Regions from separate parts of the Mus musculus genome. Here region 2 is linked to region 1. Evidence: chromatin contacts called from public HiChIP or PLAC-seq data. All regions are on one chromosome and are shown on one strand. Each heading gives the region's core, a stretch centred on a gene start, on an enhancer-like site or on the middle of the called end of the contact. The rest is flanking DNA. Distances are from core to core; before and after follow the strand shown.

Region 1 (5,930 bases), core at 2,792-5,291:
AGACACATGACTTCAACTTCTGGCCTCTACACACAGTGCGTATACATGTACAAACACATACAGACACATATTTGTGAACCATAAGAGACATTTGTAAATAGAACGAAGATTATTTGTAAATGGGGAATAACAAACTTGTGAAGTAGACTCAAGCTGCTTAAATTGTTTTAAAAAATAATTTCAGGGGGGAAATCATGGTGTACACTCAGGGTTACAGTGTAGTGATTCTGTCTATCTAGCAAATGTTCTCTAATCACTAGAGCACTGCATCGACACCCTGAGTACTTGCAAATTATTTGTGTAAGAACACTCACAATCCTTTCTGTGAGCTATTCTCTGTTACACAATGAATTGCTGTTCACCACAGCGATAAAGCTTGCACGTTCATTGTTGCCCCGTCTAAAGCCCATGTGTTAAAGGTTTGGTCTCCAGGGTGGTGGTGTTTGTTAGGAGGTATTGATGAATGGGAGTTCCTTGGGCCTTTGGGGGCATGCCATCCAAGAGTCTGTAGGACTATGGTCACTTATTCTTTAACCTTCTAGCCATGAGGTTGGCTCTGCCATGTTCTCCTCGCTGTGGCCATCTGGTCTCCCCACTGGACACCTTAAAACAGTGATTCTGCCTGTTCATGGGGAAGGGCTTCCAAAAATGTCATCCAAACATTCAAAAGATGCTACCCTTGTTTAAAAGTCTGTTATCTTGGGCATTGCATTCTAGTGATGGAAAGTTGACTAAAGCTATTATCCCATTGAGCTACAGAAGACCAGAAGCCATTTCTCCTCCTCAGGTGCACCCTTGTACACACTAAGCAACCTCTGTACATCTCCCTCCTTTCCCTACTTCCCAGTCTGTGAGGTCCATGCACTGCTCTCTAATTCCCTGAGATGCTACATGGCAGACATGCTATAGCTTCTGTCTTCTGGTGCCTGCTTTTTCCACTGAGTATAATGCTCTCTAGATTATCCATGCTGCCATAAATGATAGGGTCTCATGTTTTTATGGCTTGAATAGTGTGTGTATGTGTGTGTGTGTGTGTGAGAGAGAGAGAGAGAGAGAGAGAGAGAGAGAGAGTCCTCTATAGAATAACATATATTAATATATAGTAATATTACTTTATCCAACCACCTGCTGATGAACACCTCTGTCAAGACCTTATCAAGTCTCTCTTGAGTACTGAGGCATTTCCACAGCCTGGCATTTTCTCACATACATTTTGTTACTCTCTTTCTCTGGCTTTGACAGTGTCCTTTTCCTTGAACCTCAGCCTCCTCATCTATAGTCTAGAGGTTAGACTAAAATCACAGTCATTGATTCAGTGAAGACAGAGATGCCGGAGACACTCTGCTCCAGGAGTGTAGGTCTTGATATAGCAAGGCAGTTTGGGATTCTGGGTAAGAATGCTGGCTCTTCCTGGGATTAACTGTGTATCCTTTGTATGATAGCCAATTCAGTAAGAATGGATTCTTTCCATGGAAAAGAAGATCAATATGAGTTACTTAATAGGCTTATAGGACATCTCCTAGTAAAATAAATAAAACTAGTTATCTAGAAAGCAGAGCAAAAGAGCCTGTTAGTAGGCTCATTTTTTTTTCTTCCTTTCCTTTCCTGTCCTGTCCTGCTTTTGCTTTGTTTGAGAAAGCATTTCAGTATGTAGTCCTGGTTTACCTGGAACTCTCTTTGTAGACCAGGCTAGCCTCAAACTCAAAGAGATCTGCCCGCCTCTGTGTCCTGAATGCAGGGACTAAAGGGGTGCTTCACTGCTCCTTGCCTGTCCTGTTCAGTATGTCTAATATTTGAGTGCACGAGGACACTATGATGCTTTCCAGGCCATTGTCATAAACATTCAGTGAATGTTGGCTCTGCAGTGCATAATGTTAGAAGTTTGCAAATCTTGAGACTAGAGGCAGAGTGCTGCCTCTGTACCAAGTAGGTGAAAGACTGTGGGCAAAGACTTATGAATTCTATCACAACATCAGATAATGGACTAGTGCGGCATGTGATCTAATAATGTAAACAGTACCTCCTACCTTCACAAAGGAAGCAAGCCACCTGGGGAATCACAAAGGAGTGTCCTTGTAACCCAGTGGAGAAGACTCAGCTGGGGTCATCTGGAAGAAGAGACATGCAGAGATAGCTAAACTTTAGAGATGCGCATGCCCCAAATGAGGAGGATGTAGAGAAGACTCTGTGAGGCCAGAAAAGATAACCCATTGTATTGGGCCTAGGATTCCTGATGAGAAGATTTCACAATGTAGGCTAGGGATGAAGTAGAGAGGGACCAGACTATAAAGCCATTAGACCCTTGTAGAACCTCCAATGGCAGGCTCAGAAGCAACTACCCCAGTTTTATTCCACTTGCCACCAGGAAGCAAGTTTGTGTCTTAAACTTCATGCTCCTCCCTTTGAAACACATCTCCTTTGTGCTGCCTTTGGCTTGCTTGGTTTTATAGTCCACCTTAGCAGATGGTTAGTGGCTGTTATTAGTATAACCAAGCTTAAATAATTTGATTTTCAGGTTGGGTACTTAACAATTTCTCCTGTGGGCTTGATAGTCGAACTATACATTTATTGAAAAAAAATTGGTTTCTTCACATTTTATGTGAAAGCAGTGCTGGCCATTCATCTGCAAGCCACATATTAAAAATATCAGAGTGGAAATTTTACTCACATGGTTCTGAGTAGTGTTTTTAGTACTTGGCTGATACTCTGTTTCCTTATTACATGTATTGACTTATACATAAATAGTTATATGTATATATATAATATATATATATATATATCCTCATATATTATAAGTTATATCTGTGCTCTTATAGACTACTATAGTCACACATTAGAAATTCGAATAAAAAAGATGCGAACTCTGGACTGAGGTGCTTATGTCTGTCACTCCAGCATGTTAGATTAAGACAGGAAGATTGACATGAATTTCAGGTAAGCCTGGGCTATATAAGGGGACTGTATCTCAGAGATGGAAAGTGGGCCAGGAGGGGCAGAGGGGATGAGGAGAAGGAGTCGGGGGGGAGGAACAGAAGGGAGGAAGAAAGAACTCTATAATCATTTTGAAAGATCCCTCCTCCCTGCTTTTTCTTGGCCAAGTTTTGAGAACTCCACTTTATTTATTTATTTATGCATTCATTCATTCATTCATTCATTCATTTTTTTCAAAGTGAACAGATTTCAATGAGCCTTATGTCTTATAGGTACTGTCTAGTGTTTAGCTTTAGCAGGGTTTCCATGAAGTCAGAACATTTAAAAGTCTAGAGATTTCAAAGACTTTGGGTTTTTCTAAACAGTTCCACAGGTGTCAAGCCTTTGATCCCAGTGACTCTGTGAGGACACAGGTACCTCTGTTCCCAGGTTCCTTTACACCCGTAGGAGACATGCCCCAGCCACCTGCTTTCCTGCCCTCTCAGGCTTTGCCTTCTGGGCCACAGTTCTGGACTTACCTTCCCTCCCCAAAGAACCTGGAGTGAGCCAGGGATAGTGGTGTATGCATGTATCTCAGTATCAGAGAGTCACAGAGGATAGGGCCAAGAGTTGAAGGCCATCCTTGCCTACATAGTGAGTTCAAGGCCCCCTTGGGCTATAATGAGAGCAGGGGACTAAAGACACTAACTAGTCTTAGAAGTTACACTTAACTTAGAAGTTTACATATGAGACACATGGTATAAAATACCGTGAGAAAGCTTATGTTTCTAGAATCTCAGAGTTTGTAGGGTAGTGATAAAGATCTGAGTGACTTTTACACGTCACAATAAAAGGAAAACAGGGCGGGGGCTTAAATGTTAGACTAAGCACTGTTCTCTGAACATCTTTTCACTGTCTTCTCTATCAACCTACTTTTCTTTTTAACATGACCATCTTTGAAATGGGTTTTGGTATCAATATGAGAAATGCAAAAAAGAGTTTTTCAGCCTCTGGCAACCAGGAAGTACGTCATCATCTGAGCTTTTCTGGGCTTGCTCCTGTGGGCTCACAGTTGCCCAAGTATAGTTGAAAGTGCTGCTTTTCCTGCTGTTAATTATTAATGTGAGTTGCTTACGAGCCAGTTATCGGCTAACCATTAATATCTGTTTACTCATTGATGACCTTTGCAATCGCCTACCTAGCTCCTGGCTGTAAATGTCACCCCCCTCCCCTTTTGTCATATGTTAAATGCTTTCTTCCTATCTATTAAGTACCTGGAACAACACCTTAAGAAAGTAAAATGGTATCAAACCATACAAATATAACCTTTATGTATGTGAAGTGGGGGAGGATAATCATGCTCATTTTCAGAGGACTCATAAATGGAACACTCCTTCTGGGAATGAACAAGAGATGGACACATGGGTTCCTCTTCTCTTCTCTTCTCTTCTCTTCTCTTCTCTTCTCTTCTCTTCTCTTCTCTTCTCTTCTCTTCTCTTCTCTTCTCTCCTCTCCTCTCCTCTCCTCTCCTCTCCTCTCCTCTCCTCTCCTCTCCTCTCCTCTCCTCTCCTCTTTCCTCTTTCTTTTCTTCTTCTTCTTCTTCTTCTTCTTCTTCTTCTTCTTCTTCTTCTTCTTCTTCTTCTTCTTCTTCTTCTTCTTCTTCTTCTTCTTCTTTCTTTTCTTTGAGACAAGATCTAATGTAGCCAAGGCTAGCCTCTAATTCCTGATTCCCTACCCCCACCCCCACCTCCACCTCCTAAGCTCCAGGATTATAGTCATGAGCCACTGAGAGATGATGAGAGGGTATAGCAATGACAGCTACACTGACAAGAAAATAAAACATTCTTTTAATTCATGGGCTTCCATGAGTGAAAACCAAGAAAGGAACTCTGATCCTGTCCTCACCACTGAACTCAATTTTCCTTTCTCAAAATGTCTCTGTTAAACACTCGCCTAGTCACAGAAGCCTGCAAGATTTTCCTCAAGCTATCTAATCAGTCTACACTAACAAGGACAACAGGTAGCAAGCCCTTTCGATTCCATGCCGTTGGAGTGGCTAAACCACTAAATGCTGGAATGAAACAACGAGCTGGATGAACAGTGCAATTGGTGACCTTAAGTTTACCCATCACTGGAGCCTGTGTATATAGAATTTCCTAATAGCATTTGCCTAATTTAAATAGGTAGTAGCAACCCAAGGTATTTTCTTTTTTTTCTTTTCCTTTCTTATCTTTTATCTCTTTTTTCTTTCTCTTTTTCTTTCTTTGTTTCTTTGTTTCCTTGTTTCTTTGTTTCTCTATCTCTTCCTTTCTTTATTTCTTCCTTCCTTCCTTCCTTCCTTCCTTTCTTTCTTTCTTTCTCTCTCTCTCTCTCTCTCTCTCTCTCTCTCTCTCTCTCTCTCTCTTTCTTTCTTTCTTTCTTTCTTTCTTTCTTTCCTTATCATAGTTTCCTCTGGCTACTTCTGGAGTAACCAAAGTAGTGGGTTTCCTTCTTTTTACACCATTAGCATAGCAGCGCAGAGAAAGATCCACTGAAATATTATTATCTTTGTATAACAATACCATTTCAAAGTCTCAGAGTGCTTCTTAGTGAAATCTTTTAAAATATTAATATCCTCCTGACCATAAATAACCATTATGGCTTTCATGGAGATTAAAGTTTAGAGCTATGCCCTAGGTGTTCATTCATATTTTCTCGTTCATTGAGTCCTAACTTCAGTAAAATTAGTTTTTTTCTTTTTTTTTTTTTCTTTTTAGGTAGAGCTGGAAACACTCGCTGTGACTGTCACTTCATGTTGAATTTATCATATAGAATTTAAGGTAGAAGACTGGGGAGCAATCTGTCACAAATGGTTGTCTGTGTAATCTTTGAGGGTTGGCCTGGGAGTGGGGGAATGGAGAGGAGATGAGCTTTGTAGAGAGCTTCTGTTGTCAGGCTCATTCATTCAGTCCAGGTAGCTACTGCAGTGTGGTGATTTGCTGGGCTGTGTGTATGACACGTGTTCTCTAGGCCTGCCTGGT
Region 2 (5,837 bases), core at 311-2,810, 76 kb after region 1:
TCTGTGGTTTTCCTTTTTCTGAAACGGTGATAGTGGAGTGCTGCTGCAGGCGTGTTGAGAAGATTACGGAGTTCATGTTTGGTGAAGGGCTTTGAGAGTCTCAGATGAAAGGTGTTCCACAAAAAAATCACACTCACACATTGTTTCTTCCCTGGTGCCTTTCTTCCAGGGAGCTCAGACTGCTTGAAAAAAAAAAAAAACTATTTCATTAATCCTCACAGCCTCCCTTTAGCGATTAGTATCCCCTGTTCTCATATCAGAAATTTGGAACATAGGAAGCCAGTGTCATGGCTAAAGTGACCTAGCAGGTCACTGGTAAAATCAACAGTGGGATTCAGGCCCCATCTATGTCTCCATTGACTCATTCATTGGTCAAATATTTGTCCACGGTTATAAGCCAGACACTGGACCTATTGAGCAGGAAGAATATTTTGGGAAACTAAAGTGCATTCTCAGTTACTAAAGGGGTGGAGTCTGCGTACTTGAGTTAGTAGATAAACAACAATATAACATAGACACTCTTTCACAAAGGACAGTGATAAGAGCCGGTATGAGTCCAATCTAGTAAAAAAAGAAAAAAAGAAACACAAACAAACAAACAAAACACCAAATAAGTAACTCAGCTTGACAAAGGATGTCATATGAATGAGCATCTTTTTGAAGGATGAGTTTACCAGCTCACCAGTAGAAAAATACATGCTGAAGAAACGCATCTCAAACAGGAGCATGAAGGATCAGGAGAAATCTGTGGGAAGAGATGGCCCTGGCCTGGTGAGAGCAAAGCAAGCTTGAGTAGAGAAGCGACCTAAGCCGTATGAACTTTATGAGGTAACTGAGCAGCCTCAGAGGTTGCTCCAGGAGAAGGAATGCAGTCACCTTTACAAGGAGGAGTGTTCTCTTATCGGAAGTTGGACTCTTTTACAGTTGCAACTGCCCTGGAGCCAAATGCATCCTGCAAACAGCCAAGTGGAAGATCTCACACAGAAGCCGTTTGTAAATGGTGAGCTGCATCTTTCCTGAATGGTGTGAGATATTTCCTATTGTATCCCACCAAGGACTTGTATCGTTTCTTTGCCTGGAGTATCTACCAGCCCACTAGTCACTTAGAGGCCATGTTGGTTATCAGATCAGCCATCAGGATATTACCCACTTGTGTTCAAGTAATCCTTATTTCATTTAATATACTACTCGAACACAGAGTAGTGGCCTTAGCCATTTTCATACGTCAAACAGAACCTCACAGTACTTCTTTCAAGTATCATTACTAGAAGGGTAAATTGAGTGAAATGTGTTGACAGACTTGTATACCTTCACTATAGTATCTCACCTGTTATTGTTCATCTCTTGTCAGGCCTGCTTCAGTAAATAGCATTTGCCACAGTACACATAGTGCACATGACCATCTAGGCATTATAGCATATTCCCTGTAAATACAATCTTCTGGTGGCTGATCATTACAAGTCTGCATATAGAAGGACCTGTCCAGAAGTCAGAAAAACAGCTCCCTGTTTTGAGACAAAGTCTCACTAAGTTTTACAAGTTGGCCTTGAGTTCACTCTGTAGCCCATTAGGTCTTGAACATGCAGTCCTCCTGCCTCTGCCTCTCATGGAGCTGGAATTATAGGCTTGTGCCAGCAGGTCCAGATCTCCTAAGTGGTTTTAAGACTCTGAGCCACAGTGTTGTTTTGAAATTCTACAGGGGAATGTCAAGAAAACAGCTGTAATAATGCTCTTTCATGGCTACGATGTTTCCTCATTTTAAGAAGCATAGAACTGTCTTGTTAAAATCAAATGATCTATAACACAGCTTTTCAGTGATGGTGCTGTGAGTGACTGCCACTCTTCCGCTTTGAAATCCATCAGGCAAAGTGGTTGGGCCTCCATCAATGACGCATTATAATAGAAAGTGAGCCTTTGTTAGGCTATTTATTCTGTATCTCTTCAAATTAGATACAAGAGAATGATCTTCAATGAAAATGAGTGTGGGTTGTTTTTTATATTTCCCACGATTAAACATTCTGTGATTAGACATATTTATTTTCATTTTTACTCATGCTTATAACCATGAAGTCGGTTTTAAGAATGGGCCCATTATCACTTGTATTTCTTTTTCTTTTTTCTTTTCTTTTTTTTCCCCCCTTGTCAAAACCTTTTAAATGTCTGTCAAGAAAAATTGGAAAAGTCCTTTTGCAGTGTTAGAGGCTCTAAAATGTTTTTCAGGTGTCAATGAGTGTAGAGCTCCAGGCTACTTGTGGAGTAAAAGAGGAAGGCATAGTTAGTGCTGGAACCATAGCTGTTCTGGACCTATCTTTACTTTTGCCATTCAGAGAAGGCAATGAGCTAGAAAAGGCACTGACTCAAAATTCAAAATAGTCTACAAAACTTAAATTCTGACATGTGACCATTCAAACAAGGCTGTATTTTAGTCAACCAGTCAGCCAGTAGATCAACCAACCAACCAACCAACCAATCAATCAATTTATTTATTTATAAGTATATATGTATAAGCCAGAGGACAACTTGTGTGAGTTAGTTCTCTCTCTCTCTCTCTACTATGTAAGTCTCAGAGATTAAACTCAGATTGTCAGGCTGGACAACAGGAGACTATAGCAGTTAACAGTCTCCCAGGACCCTTCTGTATCTTTTGGTTTGTGAGGAGAGCTGTTTGACCATTTATCTATTAGTTTATTTCAAGGGAATGTGTTCTGAGCAACACTTTCTATACCAAGCTTGTTCTTACATATGGTGAGGTGTATCAGCTAGGATAGGTCAGGTTATGCTGCAGGGTGAACCATCTCTAGGTTGCAGCATGTTTAATCTGAGAGGTTGTATTCTAACTCACACACAGCTCATGGCACATGGGAGAGACCTCGCCGAGTGCATTGTTGAGGGCACAGAGGTGAGGTTTCCCTTCCTAGTAGCGTACACAGCAGCAATTGCTCGCTGAAATAGAGAAAGAAAATTCAAGTGGTGGCGACTGAAAGCTTTCCCAGACTCTGAGTCTTCCTATCTATTAACATTACATGGACCAAAGCAGGTCACATATTCATGCCAAGTTTTAAGGAGATGGGGAATTACAATCCTTGTGCATGCCCACAAGATGGAAATCAGCAAAGATTGTAAAGTGTAGTGCTCATTGACAGTTAATATTTTTTCTTTGAAAAGAAAAAAAACACATTATTAGCACTTCTAAAACATGCCTCTTAATATTGAAAATCAAGTATTATCTGTGGTGTTGCTGGAAGACATACTGGTGTTGTTAATATGATATGCCCTGTGATATGAAAGTATTAGTTGGTTAGTGTTCCTTTGTCTAACTGTAAGTTTTCTAAAGCTAGGATTGGATACATGGAAGGGATGACACAATAGCTTCTAAAATGTCTGATGGCCTCCATCTTTATTTATTTATTGTGCATATGTGTGCATGTGTGTGGACATTAGAAGACAATTTGAAGGGGTCAGTTCTCTCCTGCCACCAGGTACAATCTGGGCTTAAAACTCAGATCACCAGTCTTGGTGGCCAGTGCCTTTACTTGCTAAGCCATCCTGGCCGCTCCAATGATTTTAACATCATGCACATTCATAAAAAGAGCTAGAAAATCTGAATTTAGTATTCTCCAAAGAGAGGAGGGGAAATCCTATTTTTAATCCCTTAGAAAAATCTCTAAAAATTTTCCATAGTTGGACTTCCAGTATAATTTCCAAATTGTATATTAAGAAAAAAACCCAAAATATCAAAATATCATTTTGGAAAGCTTTTTAAAATTTTTTGGCCAGAACCTGGTCAGGGTGGAGTGAAGTTCCTTATGATTGATGTTGTGGGCGATCTACATTGAGTTTCCATTTTACATATGAGTTCAGCTAACCAACTATCGGAAACCCTATCTTTCTGTGAAGAATATATTCTAACTCATTGGTTCTTGATAATCACCAATGACTTATTATTTCAGTGGTAGTTAGATGTATTAAACCTATGAAATGGTTGATGGGTTAAAAAAAAAACTTAAGACTTAGCCCACTTTTTTTCTTTAAATTCAACTCTACATATCTACTCACTCCTTTTAGTATATTTCAAACAATTCTTTTTCGTTTTTGGCAAGTGTGTCTGAGGGTGTTCAGCACATACACCTGTTAGATGCCTTACTTCGGTGTCTGCAGTAGTCCTTCTTGGGTCATTATTCCATTCATTATTCCAAGTCTTGCATATTCACATCAATTATATGGCATCAATGATATATACATTTTTTGATACAGAGGCAAAGTTATTCTCCAAGATATGTGATAGTCATTTGAGGTTATTAGATTTTTTCATATATGTGCATGTGTGTGTGTGTGTGTGTGTGTGTGTGTATGAATTTTAGGTGGTTCCCAGCTAAAATCATACTGTGTGGACTCTGTGGGAGGTCAGCGTGTTCTCTCTTGGCACATCTGGGCTCCAGAGAATTGTTCTTTGTTTCCTTTCTCTCTTGGAATCTGAAAACAAGCAAAGGATCACAAGAAAAACTAGTAGAAAACTGGAAGCTACTTTATTTTTTTTTTCTTTTTCTTTTGTGTGTATGAGTATTTTACCTCTCTGTCTGTCTGTATGTGCACCATGTATATGCCTGGTATCCACAAAAGCCAAAAGAGCGTGTTAGAAACCCTGGAACTGGAGTTATACAGGGCTGTAAGCTGCCACATGGCTGCTGGGGATGGCACTGCTTCCTCTGCAAGAACAGCAAGTGTACTTAACAGCTGGTCATCTCCTCCAGCTTTATAGAAGTCACCAGCCATCGTACGAAAGGTATAGTCCTTAGGTTTGTCTCAAAGCATAGGCTTTGTACCAAACACTTCTTATAGTTCTCCTGTCAGCAGTTCCTAAGCAACTCTAAGGGGCAAAACCAGAAGCCTTAAAATACAAGACAGTCAGCTTAAAATTCCTTAAAACTACAGGTAATCCAAAAGTGGCCACAGTAGTTGTCCTTGGAGCAGGAATAGAAGTGATGGAGACTGGATGATCTCAAGCAGTCAAAAGCAGCCACGCATCTTCTTGTGTCTGTAGCCTGCAAGAGCTGCCTTTGGTCACCTTAGTTTACTAACAGCTTTGACAAAGTCAGGTTTCAGAGTAGATGTCACAGTTAGGGGTCAGGGGGAGGAGAAAGAGGTGATGAAAACCAGAAAAGGCTAAACAGTCAGGATCTCAAAAACTATTTCGCTATGTTTGCTTATTAAACACATCTTTTGCTTTTGTGAGCTAGGGTACGTGTGAGAAGAGGGTTCTGAGGTGGGATGTCTTTCGTTCCTGATGAGCTAGCTACCTTTTGTTTCCTTTCCCAGAACTGTGTGTGTTAGTGTGTGCTAGTGTGTCCACAGTGTCACGGAACAGTCTTTAATAGTTACCTGAATTGGGATGGCTAAGTTGCTATACTGAGCTGGGTCATATGTAAATTTTCACTTTTTTTTTTTTTAGGCTAACTGCATTTACATAATGTGCGATGTTTGTGTTGGTGTCTAAATTAGATCCTGACTCTGGGCTGCCCTCTTTTCCTTCCTCTAGGTTCCCAGGTGGCTACAACACAGCAAACTTTGAGACTTCAGACTCCCAGCGCTCATCTTCCCAATGATCCATCCCAGAAAGGTGATTTCCATGCAATAATTTTCTGTGAGGAGTTTTAACCTCTTTTGGCGCTTTTCTATTATTTCTTTGTCCTTACTGGTGGTTACACCAGCTCCCAGCTTAATATCATTTGCACATTTCATTAATATGTGGCTTACTCCCTCTTCGAGATCCTTAATAAAGATGTTAAATTAGATTGTATCTGACATTGACCCCTGGGGCACAGCAATGCTTTAACGAT

What was found. HiChIP or PLAC-seq counts read pairs in DNA pulled down with a chosen protein or histone mark.
Region 2: a contact with region 1 is called in an H3K4me3 HiChIP or PLAC-seq map of the SCID.adh cell line, with 11 read pairs. The contact joins two enhancer-like sites. A contact is called at or near these places in 3 of 484 Hi-C or Micro-C datasets (liver, tail fibroblasts and uterus) and 2 of 115 datasets of contacts at active chromatin or transcription factors (the SCID.adh cell line and embryonic stem cells).

What each region holds. Positions count from the first base shown.
Region 1 is chr7:70,497,975-70,503,904 of GRCm38.p6, forward strand. No RefSeq gene overlaps it. Among named protein-coding and RNA genes, the nearest start is that of Gm44812, 8.2 kb to the right of the region's middle. Within about 2 kb of position 4,042, at least 8 of the 459 cell types and tissues checked have an H3K27ac peak or open chromatin away from gene starts, as enhancers often do. A contact at or near this core is called in the SCID.adh cell line, where this site is marked.
Region 2 is chr7:70,576,886-70,582,722 of GRCm38.p6, forward strand. Gm44812 reads left to right here. Exons shown (of 7, transcript XM_030243182.1): 5 at 925-1,000; 6 at 5,537-5,617. Among named protein-coding and RNA genes, the nearest start is that of Gm35894, 7.6 kb to the right of the region's middle. Within about 2 kb of position 1,561, at least 1 of the 459 cell types and tissues checked has an H3K27ac peak or open chromatin away from gene starts, as enhancers often do. A contact at or near this core is called in the SCID.adh cell line, where this site is marked.